Linked DNA regions of Mus musculus: region 1 is linked to region 2. The links are chromatin contacts, called in public Hi-C maps. All regions are on one chromosome and are shown on one strand. The core of a region is the stretch at or near the end of the contact, and the rest is flanking DNA. Distances in the headings are between cores, read along the strand shown.

Evidence for each region. Hi-C and Micro-C count contacts between places; a contact is called where the count stands out from the background.
Region 1: a contact with region 2 is called in a Hi-C map of cerebral cortex, with 3 times the contacts expected there. The contact joins two enhancer-like sites. A contact is called at or near these places in 1 of 39 promoter capture datasets (liver) and 1 of 484 Hi-C or Micro-C datasets (cerebral cortex).

The regions. Positions count from the first base shown.
Region 1 is chr13:52,112,414-52,115,113 of GRCm38.p6, forward strand. All of the region lies in intron 3 of 4921525O09Rik (RIKEN cDNA 4921525O09 gene), which reads left to right. Among named protein-coding and RNA genes, the nearest start is that of 4921525O09Rik, 17 kb to the left of the region's middle. Within about 2 kb of position 1,313, at least 37 of the 459 cell types and tissues checked have an H3K27ac peak or open chromatin away from gene starts, as enhancers often do. A contact at or near this core is called in cerebral cortex, where this site is marked.
Region 2 is chr13:51,775,908-51,778,607 of GRCm38.p6, forward strand. All of the region lies in intron 1 of Sema4d (sema domain, immunoglobulin domain (Ig), transmembrane domain (TM) and short cytoplasmic domain, (semaphorin) 4D), which reads right to left. Among named protein-coding and RNA genes, the nearest start is that of Sema4d, 16 kb to the right of the region's middle. Within about 2 kb of position 1,379, at least 127 of the 459 cell types and tissues checked have an H3K27ac peak or open chromatin away from gene starts, as enhancers often do. A contact at or near this core is called in cerebral cortex, where this site is marked.

The sequences.
Region 1 (2,700 bases), core at 63-2,562, 340 kb after region 2:
CAGATGTGAGGGATGTAGTAAGATGGAGGTGGAATAGAGGGTATGTATGAACAGGTGGATCACAGAATGGTCTGAGGAACCCCAAGGTGCTCTTGTGGCAGCAAGCCACTGCATGGAGAGAAAATGATTGTTAGAAAAAGACACACACCAAGTTTACCCTGCATGCAGGAGACAGACTCAGGTTGATACTAGAGTTTTCAGGGACTTAGGCGACTGGTGACTCCTTACTTAGGCAGGGAGCCAAGGCGATGGGAGGAGAGAGACCCTGCTCTCAGATAGAGGACATCGAAGAGCAAGAATGACATCAGAAAGATTCAGGGGACATGAAGGATTTGGGAGACTGCCCATCTGGAAGAGCCCCAGAGCATCTTTGGGAAGCCTCCAGCCTCCCATCCAGATGTGAGGTAAGAGGCAAGGGAGCAGCAGAGGAAACAGGAGAGCAGAGGCAGGCACAGGGTGCCTTGGGTGCAGCCCTCAGTGAAAGAAGAAGGTGCTAAGGTCACAAGGGGGAAGGGCCCTAGGTCAAGGTCAAGGCCGTGTGTGTGTGTGTGTGTGTGTGTGTGTGTGTACTCACGTGCGTTCTTGCAAACAGGTACCATTAGGACTTTGATCTGGGGACACAGTTGGAGTGTAAGGACCTAAGTTTGGATCCTTAGAATCCATGTAAAACCTTGTAGTGGTAGCTGGCATTTATAAGAGCAGCACATCTCAGGCGAGCTAGGAGAGGCAGGAGAATCCCTGAAGCTCTCTCTGTCAGGCCAGCTACCATGGTGCTAAATACCAAGAGACCCTGCCTCAGGCAAGGGGAAAGATGAGGGCTAACAGTGGAGGTTGTCCTCTGGCATCCATATGCCTCGTGGCACTTGCACACATGACCGTGCATGCACACACAAGGGCACACATTCATGTAATCATTGACTCGTGTACACAGGCACACACACACATACATACATACATACATACATACATGCACATACACAAGTATACATACACATGCATGCACAGAGAGGAGGGGGAGGTTACAGGGCTTTGGGGAGAGGAGAGGAAGCTGGAGCCCAAGCTAGAACATTCCTTTTCCTCTCAGGCTCTGAAGAGTGCAGTAACCCCATTTGTGAGGAAGATGGGCCCACTCCCAGTGAAGTGGTACCGACAGAGACCAAGGGTTTGTGCTCTGACCAGATTGTCCTCAGATCAGGAGTGGGCTGAGCCATTCTGAGCACAGGCTGGTACAAAACGTCTCTCCCGTGGCTAACAGCATGGGCCGTTGACCACACGCGGGCATGCTTGTGCTGCCTCAAAAGCACTTAGGCTGCTCCTCCCCTCCCTTTCTGCCTTTAGTGCCAGAAGAGAAATTGCCTGGTCCTCATGCAGCCTGCTCATCTGAGCTGGCAGCTTGCTGGCTGGCTGCAGATAAACAGCAGCAGGTAGGAGGCAAGCGTGCAGTGCTGGCTCCCGAGTGGGAACTGTCATTTCTGCTGGTCCTGTAAAACTAGGAAGGGAATCCTATTTCTGCTGCATAGTATAGGTTCCCAGGATGCAGCCTGCCCCAGTGTACAGGTGAAGGTCCAGGTGGGCCCCACTTTGTAACAGTGGGTCCACAGAGCCCCTTCCGTGCTCTTGTGTCTGTCCCCCCCCCCCCCTTTGGATGAAGTACAGGATGAATCTTTTTTTTTGTAGTTACAAACCAAATTCTTTTATTGGATATTTTCTTTATATACATTTCAAATGCTATCCAGAAAGTTCCCTATACCCTCTCCCCGCCCTGCTCCCCTACCCACCCACTCCTGCTTCTTGGCCCTGGCATTCCCCTGTACTGGGAATGGGCCTATAATGTTTGCAATACCAAGGGGCCTCTCTTCCCAGTGACGGCTGACTAGGCCATCTTCTGCTACATATGCAGCTAGAGATATGAGCTCTGGGGCTACTGGTTAGTTCATATTGTTGCTCCACCTATAGGGTTGCAGACCCCTTCAGCTCCTTGGGTGCTTTCTCTAGCTTCTCCATTGGGCTTCCTGTGTTCCATCCTATAGAAGACTGTGAGCATCCACTTCTGTATTTGTCAGGCACTGGCATAGCCTCACACGAGACAGCTATAACAGGGTTCCTTCAGTAAAATCTTTCTGGCATATGATCACGAAGGATGAATCATTCTTAGGGAAAGGCTGTTGGGTGGAAACGTGAGAAGCCAGGAAGATGTGACTTGCCTGCAGGCGAAACCCTGCACAGAGTGTTCTCCTCTGCAGAACTTGGTTCCAGCGAGAGGCACTGGGGTAAGGGTGTTCCCTCCCTGGAGGCTCCTCAGTTCTACTTGGCAAATGTTACCAACAATGTGCTACCATGGACTGTTCTAACTTGAAATCTACTCTTTGGTTTTCTGCTCTCACGGCCCAACTGTGTTGTCGGGGAGCCTTGAACCCCTGAGTGGAGAGAAACATGCTGTATATAAAATGGAGGAGCAGAGCTGGGGAGAGGGATGCTGTTGTGATTGGATGTGAACTGTCCCCCAGGCTCACGTGTTTGAACATTTGTTCCTCGTGAGAGGACGTTACTTGGGAATATTGTGGAACCTTTAGGAAGTGGATCCTGGCTAGAGAAAATGAGTCACTGAGGCGGGCTCTTGAGGTTTATAACCCAGCACCACTTCCTGTTTAGGCTCAGCCAGTTGTGACCGGCTGGCTTCCTGTCCCTATTACCCATACC
Region 2 (2,700 bases), core at 129-2,628:
TGCTCCTCCCCACTCCTGGTCGCCAGCCATCTTTCTCTGCATACAGCAATGCAAGAGTCTGGCAAATGAGCCCCATTTCAAGCTGCTCTTCTTTCTTCAAGATCCGATGCGCTGAAGCTGTCCGTGGAAACCAAGGAGCTTCAGGAACCATGTGTGGCCTTCTCAAATGGCTACACTTTTGTACCTTCAAAAGTGGACAATTCCCAGAGCATCCTAAATTCAGGGCAAAGGTTCAGGCATGTGTGTGATCAAGCCATGGCCCTCAGGCCTCTCCTGACCCTTGAAGAACAGGAAATGGTCGAGATGGGATTGTCTCCAACTGCCACATACTTGTGGGTAAATCTTCCTTCAGTGAGAAGCCAAGCCAGAGTTAAAGCTGGCGATTCTGGTTTCAAGTCAGAGGTGGTATCCCGCCTTTGTAAGTACCAGTCAGTAATTCCAAGAACATCGGCTCTTGCTTTAGGACCTGAGGGTAGGACACTATGAACGGGGAATGGTTGTGTCACACTAACACCCCCACTGTCACTGAGGAAACCTATTGAGTCAAGATCCCCAGTGATCTTGCTAGCTTCTCAGAACCTTCAGGCAGAAGACAGTTTAGCCACAAACCTCAGCTAACCCCAAGCTACCCAGAAAGACCTGGCTTCCTAAGAAACAGCTAAGTTAAGGTTTGACAGGAAGCCCCAGAGACCAGGAAACAGGGTGTCTAGGGTTTACTGCTGTGAACAGACACCATAACCAAGGCAATTCTTAAAAGGACAGCATTTAATTGGGGCTGACTTACAGGTTCAGAGGTTCAGTTCATTATCATCAAGGCGGGAGCATAGCAGCAACCAGGCAGGCACGATGCAGGAGATGCTGAGAGTTCTACATCTTCATCTGAAGGCTGCTAGCACAATACTGGCTTCCAGGCAGCTAGGATGAGGGTCTTAAAGCCCACACCCACAGTGACACACTTACTTCAACAAGGCCACACCTTCTAATAGAGCCACTCCCTGGGCCGAGCATTTACAAACCATCACACAGAAAACCCTGAGGCCTGCACCCTAAGGCGCCTATGGGTTAGGACAGGCCTTCTAGACCCCAGAGTTCTGTGGCATTGTCTGTGAACCTGACTCGGAAAGGATGCAGAACACAGACTGACTGTAGTCTATGAGCAAAAGCCTGATGCTGAGAGCCACCTGTTCACAGCCCTGGTGAAGAGCCCCAACCCTCTCTACTCTGATAACACTGAGTCCTCCCTGCCAGTCCCCAAGACCAGCTCCTCCCACTCACTGGCTCATTCATTATTATCTAATTACTCTTCCCCCAGCTCAGGCCCAATGGAAAAGGAGGCGGAAGAACCCCTCCTCCGTCAGTCCTGGCACCCTCCCTGCACCTCCCTGTGCTCAGCCTGCTCTCCTGGCAGCTCCTCTCCGAGCTTCTGCAGATGCCAGCACACCAGGCCCTCTGTGTTTCAAAGGGATTATTTATGGTTGGATGAACCATCCAGTATAAAGGTCAGATAAGAGCACGCCAGGGAGCAAGAGGATAACTTCAGCAGCTCACAACAGGAGGAAAGACTGCAACTTACATCAACATTTGCCCTCAGCAAAAGGAAACAGAATAGCCGAGCTCAGTCAGTGGCTCTCTGCTCAATGCCCCCGGTGTGTGTAGCCCTGGCGCCGCTGGTCAGGAAAACGAAGCCCAGTCTGGAGAAGGACAAAAGGATTCCCTTAAAGCAGCAGCAAAGGAGTCACTCATTACCGGAGGCAGTTATTGTCCCCTAAATGTAACACTGGGTGCTGTCCCAGTGAAGTGAACGGTCAGGCAAAGTGTGAGGCTCAGCCTACAAGAGCCCCAGTGGGTGACCCCACCAAGTAGCCAGCCAGCAACCTTCATCCATGCCTTGCTGGCCTGGTGACTTATGGGTATGAACATGGAGCTCTGCCTGCGCCTGGGACAGGCTTCCCGAGCAGGCCAACTCCCTGTTCTTGTCCTCTTGGCCCTACATGACCTAGGCAGGCCATCTACCTGTACCTTAAAGCCTGCCCAGGCCACCATGACTCTGGATCCCTTTGGAGCAGAACGTGACTATGTAGGGAAGTCCCCATGAGCAGAGAGGACAGTCCCCTGGGAGAGGAAATGGCTGGAAATTATCTGGGAACATCCACAGCATCTGGCTGTGACAGCCAGTGTGACTGGGGACGAGACAGCCGAACAGCTGACTCCTGGAGAAACACAGATGACACAATCTGTGACATCATGCTGAATGCCCCTGCATCCTCTATCACTCCAGATAGGCTAGCATTGCCAGAGAACAGCAAGGGTGGATTTTTAGCTCTGAGCCAAGAACAGACTTCTAGAAAATGAGTTTAGCGAGCCTCCTAATGAACAGAGTCTGCTAAATGTAGGGAAGAGTCCAGAGTCCAGAGTGCAGCTTTCCATACATGTGCATGCATATACATATGTGCACATGTGCAAACAGGTGCTCACAGGCATGCACATTTGCATGTACATGCACACACTGGTCTACAAGCATGCACACACGTGTACACACATGGAGGCAGGTATCCACATGCATACACACTGACCGATGCCCAAGCATGTATACTCGTGCTCACAAACAAGCAGGCACAGGAATACCCACCCTACCACAGAAGCCACTTTAGGAGGCTCTACCATTCCCAGGAGACACCCCATATCATGGGGACAGCAAAC